2 separate regions of the Gossypium hirsutum genome follow, and region 2 is linked to region 1. The links are chromatin contacts, called in public Hi-C maps. All regions are on one chromosome and are shown on one strand. The core of a region is the stretch at or near the end of the contact, and the rest is flanking DNA. Distances in the headings are between cores, read along the strand shown.

Region 1 (6,425 bases), core at 2,651-5,150:
TCATCACATAGGAACTAAAAACTCCACCAGGAAAGGTTCTCCATGACTGCCATGTCCTGCTTGACCACGACCATAGCTATCACCAGATATAATATTCTTTTGGCGCAGGACTTATGGACTAATAAAACTCTACTACACCGGAGTATCCTCCTCCACTCTCACGTCGATTATTCTCCAAAACTCCAGTACAAGGAATTCATTCATCATTCAGGAAGTTTCACTTCTCTCCCTATCTTATGATTATAAATCTATCTTTTTCAATATATCTACCTTTATACATTGAGGGCAATGTACATCTTAAGTGTGGGGGCGTCTTTTATATTAGAAAAATCCCTAAATTTTGTTTTATTCTCATGAGATCTTCCCATATCATTATTAGAATGAATTCCAATTAGTTTATAATGTTTATTGATATATCTTGAATTAAAACATAGGTATTTATGCATTGATTGTTTAAACTTTAAGACATTAGGGAATCAAACATGATAAGTTGATTTTTGAAGAATTAAAAACTTTTAGGTTGTTTCCCCAAGTTTAGGTATTATTTTGAGTTGGAATTCTCAAGTTTAAACATCAAAAAGCCATAATTTTTGTGAGATCTTGAGCCTTTAGAGCATCTATTATTTCTTTTATGCTCACTTTCATTATGAGTGTGTCAGTATTGAATTGTTATTCTAGAACTTGCTTGATTATGCATGTCAAGACCATACTATTTGATTTGATATGTCAAAATGATAAAGGCACTTAGGTTTAACCCACTCACTCCATAAAAACCTACCTTCATAATTAACCCTTAGTGAACCCCTTTGAGCCTAACAACCATTCATTGATTTACCCTCAATATTAACCCATAACTCATTATTGTTGAAATCCCCTAAATTAATTTGATCCCTATTTTTGTCGAGATTTGAGTTGGAATAGTTGTTTAGCTATGTTTTATTTTATTTTGTAATTTGACTTGTTCTTAAAAAAAATTACTTGTATACATATTAGTAGTAGCGATCTTCTGAGCTAAAGAAGTTAAATTCCATATTCTGAGAAAAAGCTCTGTTGTACGCAATTGATGACTAGTCATTTTTCTAGTTAGGCAATTTTTCAATTCAATCTCGATTCTAATCCTTTCTTTCAGTTTGTGACCACACCCTCTAACCAAAGCCACGTTACAACCCTCTAAAGACCTTTTTGATTGATGTTTCATCTCAATTTATAGTGGTTGAGATTTGATTTTCATGCAAGCCTATGGTAACGAATTTTCATTATTAACTATTGAGTGCTTCATTTATTGTCCTTAAACACTTCGAGTGATTTGAGTGTATCTTTAGTGAGGATGTGAAACTTTGTGATATTTTGAATCAAAGGTAATTACTTAGATGAAGGGAGACACCTATGTTTTCATGATAAGATGCTCAACTTGGAATGTTTGAAACTTTGATGTTCTTTCAGTTGAATTTTCAATGTATGATTACCTATGGATTAGTTTGAGATATTATTGATAAGAATTATAAGTTGAGAAGAATTTATTTTAATTATGAGCTGAGGATTTTGCTTGAGGACAAGAAAATGCTTAAGTGTGGGGGTATTTGATAAACCGTAATTCATATATATTTCTATCCCATGCTTAGCACATTTTATGGATGATTTATCCTTAAATTTGGTGAATTCGATGCTCCTAATGCCTTAATTTCATGTTTTATACTTAGGTGAGCATAGGAGAGTGAAAGGAACGAGAAACGGGCCAAAAATGGAGAAAATAGGCCAATGTACGAAATCAATACGGCCTGAGCTTCCTCACACTGGTAGACCACACAGCCGTGTCAATTTGGCAGAATTGAAGCACGACTCACACTGGTAGACCACACGCCCATGCCTATTTAACAGCCTAGACCATGGCCTGAAGTAATTGCACACAGGTGTGTCACACGGGCATGTCCCTACCGAGCCCAAGCAGAGTCCTATTCAGAAAAGGCCACTTTTGAGGGCTCTTAGGCATTCCAAAGCCTATGAATACACCCTAGAAGAGGAGAAGAGGGGGGACGCAGGGTAGAAAGCAAGGAATTACTCAAGGGAAGCTGATTAATCCATCTCAAGAGCCGGATTCATCATCAAGACTAGAGATCTCCCTCTAAGTTCCTTCAGGAGTTTTGGGTTTTCTTATGTTTTGTTATTTTTATATTTTTGAGATGTTTTCCCTCATAAGTATGAACTAAACCCCTAAATACCTAAGGGGAATGAAACTTATGACAGATCTTGTTATTATTATCTGAATTGTATGATAAATATTTAACTTGTTCTTAATTATGTGTTCTTAATTCTTGTTTTGATATTCCAGGATATTGATTCAAGTTAAGCTCTTATTTAGAGGAGGAATAAACCTTATCTAAGAGTAAATTTGTCATAATTAAGCGGAGTTTATTGCGTGCCTAGAGATAGGGTGACAAGATTTTTTCGGATTAGGGTGAAACCTAATAAGGGAATCCATAGATCGAGTTAATGCAATTCTAGGGTGTTAATTAGAAAGAGATTTCAATTATTCAACTTAGGGTTAGACGTTATTAATCTCGAGAGAGATAATAATATAACTTAGGGATTTTTACAGATCAAATCAAATTAATAAATTGTCTAATTCAGAGTCAAATAACAAGTCAAGTCTAGGTGGATTTGTCCTTAGGTATTGTCTCAATCAATCAAATTTTCCCCAAAAGTATTTTCCCAAGTTTTTCTTAGTTAGTAATTAGTTTAGACAACCAAACCTCTTAATTAAATTTTAGGCAAGATAATAAAAAGGAAGTAAATACTAGTACTCGTAGTTCATTTGGGTTCTACAATCCGGTCTTGCTGAACTATACTACTGTTTGATAGGTACACTTGCCTCAATTGTGATAATAAGTAGTCTCAAGAACGTTTTATTTATAAATCTTTAAAACATGTTACGAATATCACGCATCATTGTCCCTTTTAACCCTTTCTCAGAATTTCTTCTCAAAATTCGGCACTTAGACCAATCCAATTTCTTAATTCATATATAAATCTTAATATAAATCCTTGTGTGATTGGAGTTATAGTTTTGCCCCTGAATTTTGGAAACTTTTAATTTAGTCCTTGTACTTTCAAATCTTTTCAATTTAATCCCAAAAGTGATTTTCACCAAAGTAATTCATATTCCATTTATCCTTATTTCAAATAGGCAATAAAAACTTGTATTTTCCTTTTTGGCTAACTTTGCATTTTAGTTCTTGAAATTTTCAAAATTTATGATTTAGTCCTTTTATCACATTTCCGCTTCTAAATTTCTTTTTGTTAAATCCATCTCAATTATTAACTTTGATTCTTTAAGATTCATTTATCCAACTTATTTTTCAAATTTCTCACTGATCGGAATAGTACCATGTGTCCAACTAAAAATTTTGGAATGTTACATCCTTCTTTCGTCATTATAGGGTTTGGTGTGCTATATATACTATATATAAAAATTAAAATAAATATTCAACGGTGAAGTTTTAATGAAAAAATTGTTTTACTCTCTCGTCTAACTAATTTAGTATGTTTTTAATTAGAAAAAAAAAACACTAAAATGTAATCCAAATACGGGGTTTTGTGGTGAAATGCTGTAGGCTATTTTAGGGCATGCTATAATTATAATTGAGGTTGAAGTTGACATGATTTTAATAATAAAATGGAGAGAATAAATTGAAAATAAATAAAATTGTGTGTGGTTAATGGTTTTGAGTGGGCTCTAAAATTGAAAGGTGACGAACTTATCCTCTTTTTATTATTTTTTCAAATTTAATTTAAAATTCAGATAAAATTTTTAAAAATAAAATAACAAGATAATGCCGAATGTATGGATATGCCAGCATTACATTTTGACAATGACCTATCTAAGCAAACTAGCTAGCCAGGTGCATCCCAATTTTCATCCAACCCACTTTACATTATTTATTTCTCTTCTTTTCAAAAGTTTATCTTTAATTCCAATAGTTAATTAATGAATTGATGTATTGGCTGTCATGGAATCATTATCCTCAAAAAAGCCTAATCCATTTATTCTTTTATATACATATATATATTTGAAGTTCTTTTTCCTGGGTATTATATAAATCTAAATCTTGTTCAGTTCTACGCTTCATGCTTGTTTCTGTAGTCATGAGAAATGGTGAAGAAGATGATCAGAAAGAAATGTTTGACTACTCTCCAGGTTATGATGATGATGAGTTGATGAACATGGAAAATGGTGATCAAACTGCAACTTCTAAATCATCCATGGAAGACTATTCAAGAACTTGATCTTCATCCTCAGACCTGGTAGATGATGCATCTTCTTCATCAACTTCAATTTTGTCCACCAATTGTAAAGGACCTTTATATGAATTATCACAACTCATGGCTCAACTTCCTATCAAGTTAGTAAATTTACATATCTATATATAACATGAAGAATAATGGGAAGATTTCAAAGTTTCTTAACCTTGAGTGATTGGTTGCAGGAGAGGACTTTCAAAGTATTTCGAGGGAAAGTCTCAGTCGTTCACATGTCTGACAAGTGTTAAAAACATACAAGATTTTGCAAAGAAAGAAACTCGTTACAAGAAGAAAATGAAAGCATGTAAAAGGTATGGGGGTGGATTAATGGGGGATACCCATAAATTGTATACTCTTCCAAAGCCCACCATTTCAAAAAAAGTCTCGAGAAATTCTATGCCAGCCTTGTGTTTGGCAGCCAAAACAAGTTGCAGTCGGCCCCCTCTATCTCATCTACAACGTAACAACTTTTCATCTGTTTAGGGCTTTTAGATCAAACTGACATATGTTATCTTTCCTTAAATTATAGTTAAAAATATTCCAATGACCTTGTTGTCTTCAGAATATATATAGCATATTAACATTCTTGGTGCACTGATACCCGAAGATAAATTATAATAAGATATCATAACACCATACGATGTTTTGAAGATGAAGATAAAGAAAGCATATATATATATATATATTCAGGGAAAGCTTTCTTGATCTTCATCTTCAAAACAAGTAGATATAAAGATGATACGGTTAAAAATTGGAAGTAACTAAGGATTAGTGTATTACAATGATCACTTTGTGCAAATTAGAATACAACAGATCTATAGTAATCAGAAAGGCTTTAAAAGAGCTGATGATTGGTCTTACAATCATCACTTCTTAGATGAACAATACAGGCTATGTTCTTTGGAGTTAAGTATATATGAATGTTGGAGGGTTGAAGTTTGAAATTTTGTTTAGGGGTCAAAATAAATTTGTAAAATATTGGGAGGGTCAAAGTTAAATATATTGTGTTAAAAATACTTAAATTAAATTTTTTATTTTATAGAGGGGCAAAATTTTGAATTTTTCCATTTAACTAAAGGCTTGAATTTAAGATTTTACTTATTAAAAGGCCTTATATAGCAATTTGATCATTTGACTAAGGTCCATGCCTGCTCCTCTCACTAGGCATTTGAATGTTGGTTTATATATATATTACCTTGATTGAACGAAAAAGAAAAAAATATGAATGTTAGATACGAATATATATATTTCTCTCTTGAGTATTTGTAAAATATAATTATTTTCATCTTATATTTGAAGTGTTATTAACTAAAATTTCTAAAATTTTTATTGTTGGGAAGGCTACAATAGTTCAAAGAAATGTAAATGAATTTCTTCTCAGACTAAGTTCGAATTTTGAAGTCGTCATTATTGAGAGAAATTTATTTGTATATTGTCTCTGATCTAAATAAAACTGATATCAAACCTTAAAATAAATAGACACATATGATTAAACCTAAAGAAATGTCATTAAAACAACATATCCACGCATTCATGTATAAAAATTTGTCCTGCTTTGAGAAAAATAAAGAAGGTTCGAATTCTAAAGCTTAAAACAATGGTGCTTTGGTCAACTGGGATACCTAAAACTGGGATATAAGTGGTTTCAAAACATCACCGTCTATAATACAGAAAACAGTGTCGGGGATGATAATGCTTAATATAGTTTAATGAAATTTGAGGAAAAGGCATATATCATCAAGAAAAACAATTGAAATCTAATATAAATATAAGTGATGATGCATTAAACCTATACATTGATAGTAGTGCATTAAATATTAATTCATACATATATATATATATATTATAACATATGTAGATGCTTATATGGATAATCTCTTTAATACTTGAATACTTTTTTTAAATAACCCCTAATAAAAAAAATATTTTGAGTTAAAAAAATATGGCATAATGTTAAATTTAGTCCTTGACGTTTATATCTTTTATCAATTTGGTCCTTATTCTCTTTTTGAGCTAAATTTGGCTCTCAACTTAAAAATAAATAAATCAAATTTGACCATCAACCTTTTAAAAAAGAGTGGAAATGATGTTTTTTTAACGAGAATAATAATTAAAATGATCAATTT
Region 2 (6,425 bases), core at 1,545-4,044, 81 kb after region 1:
TTTTATTTTAGAAATAAAATATTTTATTTAATCTAGATTTTTTTTAAAAAAATTTTGAAATTGATTATTAATGAAACACTTTTTGTATCCTAAAAAAGAGAAACAAAAATATTACAACAATGAATTTTTAAAAAGTAAAGGCAGTTTTCTTATGTGAAAAGTAAAGGTGGACAGTGATTAGATGTAGGAAGGAAGGTTGTGAAATAAAAAGGAGTTTAGAAGCCACTCCATCATTTGCAGATTTTACCTAATAATGATTTATTCCTTCAATTTTTAAAAAAATTATTTTAATTATTTTATCTTTTTTAAATCTTGAATTTATATATATATATATTTGTTAAATTATAACCATGAATGAAAAAGTTAATTTTTTTTAAATTTTAGTTAATTTAAAAAAATTAAATTAAATACAGATTATAAAAATATTTTTAAATTTTAAAAAATAATTAAATATCAACTTATTATCTACATAACAATGCACATTAACAGAATTAATTTTTCCATTCGTTTTAAAAAATTTCAATAGGAAAATATAAATTCAAAATTAAATAATTTATTTTAAAAGTTGGAGAGGCAATTATTAAACATTTTTCAAACATAATTGATGTCCCCCGCGTTGGAGCTACAGTTTGTCTGTCATCTCTCACAACAACATTTCTAAAATATTTTCAAATTTCAAATTTCAAAAGTGTATTATTACGATTGAATTTTTAGGGTACATTTATTGATATTAAGAGAATGATTTTTCCAGAAATCTACAAATTTCTTTTTATTTATTTATTGTTTGGTGATTTTCCAAAAAGTTCTTATTCCGTTTCGTTTCTGAATTTTTTCTATTTTTTAATTTCGTATTTTAAAAAATATTTTTTATTTTCTATTTTTTGAAAATTAAAAAACATGTTTGATAAATAAAAATTAAAAATTATTTTCAATAATAATAATATTAAAATGTGTTTGGTACCCTGCAGGCGAATATAAACAAAATCATTGATAGCCAGGGTAGCATTTACGTGGGAAAAAAGCTTAAAGCTATGAGATTGAAGCTTGGTAATCTGTTGGATAAAAAGGAGAAGTATTGGGCTCAACGGTCTAGGATCAATTGGTTAGAGGGGGACAAGAATACTCGGTTTTTTCACATTAGAGCCACGAATAGAAAGAAAAAAACAACAACATTGCTAGACCTAAAGATATGAATGGATACTGGAGAGAGAACACAGCGGATATATGTAAGGCGATCAGTGAGTATTTTCAAAATTTATTCTAGTCAAATTTAAATTCTAATACTGTGCTAAACCTTGACTATGTAGAGAGATGTATTTCAAGGGAGGTTAATGACAGACTGCTGAAGAATTTTACAGATAACGAAATTAAGGAAGCTTTTAGTGAAATGGATCCTAGGAAAGCCCTGCGAATTGACGGTTTGTCAGGGAATTTTTTAGAGAAAACTGGGAAGTGGTGGGGGAGGATATTATTAAGTTGTGTCATGATATTCTTAGGGGTGTGAAAAATGTGGATTGTTTAAATGACACTATTATTGTTTTAATTCCTAAAACTAAAGAGCATGTGGATATGACTAATTTTAGGCCGATCAGTTTTTGTAGGGTAGTGTACAAAATCGTCGCCAAATTGCTTCCAAATCGTCTGAAGGAGACACTCCCGTTATGCATTAGCCAAAATCAGAGCACCTTTGTTCCGGGGAGGATGATCCACGACAACATTTTAATTGCCCATGAGCTAGTCCATTATCTCCAAAGTGCAAAGAATGGGCCTAACAAAGGTTTTGTAATTAAGCTTAATATGAGCAAAGCATACGATCGGGTGGAGTGGACTTTTATTGAAGAGGTATGAAAAAAATGGGCTACGCAAATGATTGGGTGACTAAAATAATGAGATGCATTCGATCGGTCCATTATGTTGTCAAATGCAATTATACCCTATCCGAGACAATTAGGGGATCCTCTTTCTGCTTACCTATTTTTATTTTGCATGGAAGCGTTTTCAAAGCTGTTAATTCGTGCTAAAAAAACAATATGCTTAAGGGAATTCAGGCTAGCATAAATGGGTCTCGTATTAATCATCTTTTTTTTGTCAACAACGCACTCTTTTTTTATTCGTAATAGAAAAAGGGATGCGGAGGAATTGTTAATATTATTGCAAATTTTAATTATGATTCGGGCCAAGAGGTAAATAAGGACAAATCTATGATTATGTTTAGCCTGAAAACCCCGTTGGCCCAAAGGCAACTACTTAGTTTTATGATTGGCTTGCGTATTGTTGATAAGCTACCTAAGGTTACCGTTACCTGTTAGTAGAAAAAAATCATTAGCTTTTACTAACATTATTAATCAATGCAGTTGCAGAATAAACATTGGTCAAAACGCTAGCTATCTTACGGAAGGAAAGAGGTTTTCATGAAAGCCATTATTCAGGCTATTTCGACTTATGCTTTCTCAGTCTTTCTGGCCCCAAAAGGCATTATTGAGGACCTTTATTCACAAATGGATTGGATGTGGTGGACTAATAATGACAAGACTCGTGGCTGGGCTATGATGGCTTGGAATAGGCTTTGTTACCCAAAGGGAATGGGAGGTATGGGCTTTCAAGATTTACATCTGTTTAACTTGGCATTATTAGGTAAACAAGTTTGGAGACTTATGACTCAAAAGGATGCTTTATGTTTTAAAGTGTTAAGTGCCAAATATTTCTCGGATGGTGACGTGTTCAGATACAAACAATGTGATAAACTGTCTTTCACCTGGGCGAGTATTGCTAAGGCGATTGAAGTGTTAAAGGACGGCTTTATATAGCAAGTGGGCGACGGTGTCACGATTGATATTAGGCGGGATCATTGGGGGGTTGAAGGCATCAAAGGTGAGTCGGTTTGTCGGTCCACTTTTACTAATGATGAAAGAAAAGTCAAAGATCTTTGGGACCACAACAACAGGCGGTGAAAAAGGGATAGGGTTATTGAGATTTATGGCAAATATTATAGAAAAAATGATAAGGTTGACCTTTGGGTCGTTTTTCCTTTAAAAAAAATGAAACATGAGAAATAAAAAAAATTCTACATTTATATGGATTCAAATCAATATGTCATACAATGGCATTTTTTGAGATTAAGTTTTGAGAGGCCTTAAAGTCATCTAAAAAGTTCAAAAAAAAATTAAATAAATTAAAGTTTCTCAAAATTTTGAAGAGTCAAGGCCCCTTAAGCTCCATAAAGATCTACCCTTGATACCATATTTAATATTTAAAAAACAAATAATTTACAAATTAAATCACCAAACATAACATCTATTTTCATATACATTATAAAACTTTAATTTAATCCATTTAACTTTATTATTAATAATTTAAGTCCGTGAAATTTGTTTATCATAAAATTGGCTCAAGGATTTTACACATAAGTTTTATAAGTTATTTGTATTTTCTCAAACATTTGATTTGGGTAAATTATTATTTATTTTATTTACTAAAAATTTTTAATCCATGCCTGAATATTCAATATTTTTATGATTTTTATTTTGATTTGTAACTAGAAAAACATGTTAGAGGGCTTTTTAAAGATTTTTTTTTGTCTACCAGAAACATGTACATTTATTATTTCAAAAGTAAAAACAAATCAACCTAACTAAAGATGAGTCCATGTACAAGATTGGAGTTGATCATGGATCGGATTATTCGTTCATGCTCGAAACCTTACTCAAAAAATGGAAGGGTTTGAATAAAAATATAGGTCCAAAAAATAGACTTGACAAAAATAAAACCTATTTTCTTATCTTTCTATTGTTGTTCTAAGTCCCAGTATCAAAATGGTTTTTGTCTATGATGTATATTGTTTTTTTTCTATCTTTCCATAAAAACTTTCATACTAACTTTTTTCTCTCTTTTTGACTCAATGACTAATTCATAAAATTTTAATTTAAGTTTATTTTTGTAACACCCCTAATTTTAGGGTTAGGAGTTTTGAGATTTATAAGTAGGGTTAGTGGCTAGATCAGAAAATTGGGTTCGAGTCCTTGTGTGTGTTTTGAGAAATTTTTTTTATGCAACTTCAATTTTTTTTTAAATTAAAAATATTTACTTATTTATTTTTAATTGTATTTTTATTATTTTGGGAAAAGGAAGTAAAATTTTCTTTTTCATTTTTCACGTTCTCTTTTTCCTCCGTCACACTTTTTTTTTCTTTTGCTCTTCTTCTTCTTCTTCTTTTCTTAATTCTTTTTCGCACAATCAATTTTCTTTCATTTTCTTCTTGGATTGTTTTTGTTGCATCGGTTCGTTTACATATTTTTTGGTCGAAAAAAGCTTCAGATTCGTATTGAGGTTATCGACGTGTGTTGATTGAGCTCGAGGCATTTTGATTATGAATCAGGTGCGGGATTCGAACCTTATCTAATTTATTTGTGAATTGTTGATTTGACAATTCTTGTATGTGCTCTAAACCATTGATTTTGGGTATTTAGTTGTTGAGGAACTATGGAGAATACTGCGTATTTCGTTATAGTTTTGTTATAGCAAAGGTTAGGGACTGATTTGATGGCTAAAACGACAATTTCGGCCTGTTCCGGTGTGGTTTCATGACCACACGGGTGGCCAAACGGGCGTGTGCATTTTCATACGGCCGTGTGGAATTAGGAATTAGGATTTTTAGGCAAGATTAGCTACCATACTGCCTGGCCATGTAGCCGTGTGGCTAATTTGGGGAAATTAGTCGACATTCACACAATCGTGTCCCTTGGGCACATAGGCATGTGAATTTGGGAATTAGGGTTTGGGTGTTTTAGTGCCACACAACCGTGTGGCTAATTTGGGGATTTAGAGATCTCACACGAGCGTGTGTTAGACATACGACTGTGTCTGGTGGGCACACAATCGTGTGAGACTCTTACATGGTAAGCACAATTGGACTGAGAGTCACATGGCCATGTCACTAGCTCACACAGGTATGTGCCTCCTCCCACAGGGCATGTCTCCCCCTCATATGGACGTGTTGACCCTACACGGCTGAGACATTTCCACATGGCCAAAGCACATGGCCATGTGGCCCTAAGTCACCAATTTTAGTTCTGTGTATGTTTTTTATCTGAAAATGTGTCTGTGTGTTCTGGCCATTGGCTAAGATTTAGTGAGGGTTGTTAACACTCTAATCTGGGTTTCAGCTTATGTGTTATTTGTGACTGTTGTGCGAGATATCTGATTTTGAACCCGGTTAGCTGGGTGTATGCATGTTTGTTTTTGTTTGATTGTCTATCGATGTGTTCATTATTTCTGTGAGGTTGTAAGCATACATGCACTTGCATAAAGTAAATTTTTGGGTTGGTTTTGAAGAGAAGGAAGACTAATTCTGATCTGATCTGGCAGTTTAACTGCAAAATTATCGGTACAGCGGTTTATCGCACTATACCGTATGTACGTCAGCTTTGTTGCGTACTATTATGTGATCTGGCAGTTTAAACTATAATATGTCTGTATAGTGGTTTACCGCAATGCACTGTACTACATATACACCAGCCTTGTTGCGTATTATTATCTGAGTGGCTTAGTCCACATACATGGTGTGTAAGGTTGGATGGGTCATTCGAGGTCCTATGTGGTGTGTTAGGTTGGATGAGCTTAAACAACTCTTTTGGAGTGTAATAGGGGGACGGAGGGGTGTTTTGGCCGGATGGGTGGGTTTTTTTAATACTTAATTATATTCATATGCATATGGATGTGAGCTATTTGACTATAATCTGTCTGTTCTTCATAACATTTATGACTGATTTTGCATGCATTGAGGTGTTAGCGTAGTGACATTTTGGATTGTGATGATAAGTATTTTTGTATCGACCAATTGACGGGTTTATCTGTTGAGTGTTCTGTGTGTGAGTTGGTGTGCTTTGACTGTTACGTTTATTCGGGATGTTGGTTCCAAGTTTGTTTTCTGTTTCTGCGTATCTCTGTAAGTACTTTTCATTATTGAACTACTGTTTGGTTTCTGATCTGTAATTCCATTGTTAGATACGTTTTGAAATCGCACTGAGCTTATGTAGCTCACCCCATAGTGTTTCCCCTTGCAGGTACATTTTTGAATTCTGATGCTGGACTCGGTATGTGAAGGTCTCGGATAGTCACGGTTAAAAATAGGCTTTAATAGTATTTTTAATTATTTTTAAGTTTATAAATTAAACACTATGAATTGTAAGTACTTTTTTGAAAACTATGGTACGAAATTTTGTGTTTTATGCACGTAAGTGTCATTGGGATTGTATTTTCTTTTGAAATATTAGGATTTTATAACTGAGAATTTTACGTAAATTAAATACTGCAATTTTTTTCGCTTTGTTAAACTAAAATTTTTCTACAATCACTTCGGTGATCAATGTGACCTCTGAAATTCGGCCAAAATTTCTAGGCCAGTTTTGGGGTGTTACAATTTTATT

The links. A called contact is a pair of places that touch in the nucleus more often than the background predicts.
Region 2: a contact with region 1 is called in a Hi-C map of leaf, with 2.4 times the contacts expected there. The contact joins two enhancer-like sites. A contact is called at or near these places in 2 of 34 Hi-C or Micro-C datasets (callus and leaf).

The regions. Positions count from the first base shown.
Region 1 is chrA02:83,177,486-83,183,910 of Gossypium_hirsutum_v2.1, forward strand. No RefSeq gene overlaps it. Among protein-coding and RNA genes, the nearest start is that of LOC121217575, 7.7 kb to the left of the region's middle. Within about 2 kb of position 3,901, at least 6 of the 9 cell types and tissues checked have an H3K27ac peak or open chromatin away from gene starts, as enhancers often do. A contact at or near this core is called in leaf, where this site is marked.
Region 2 is chrA02:83,259,702-83,266,126 of Gossypium_hirsutum_v2.1, forward strand. No RefSeq gene overlaps it. Among protein-coding and RNA genes, the nearest start is that of LOC107952367, 12 kb to the left of the region's middle. Within about 2 kb of position 2,795, at least 5 of the 9 cell types and tissues checked have an H3K27ac peak or open chromatin away from gene starts, as enhancers often do. A contact at or near this core is called in leaf, where this site is marked.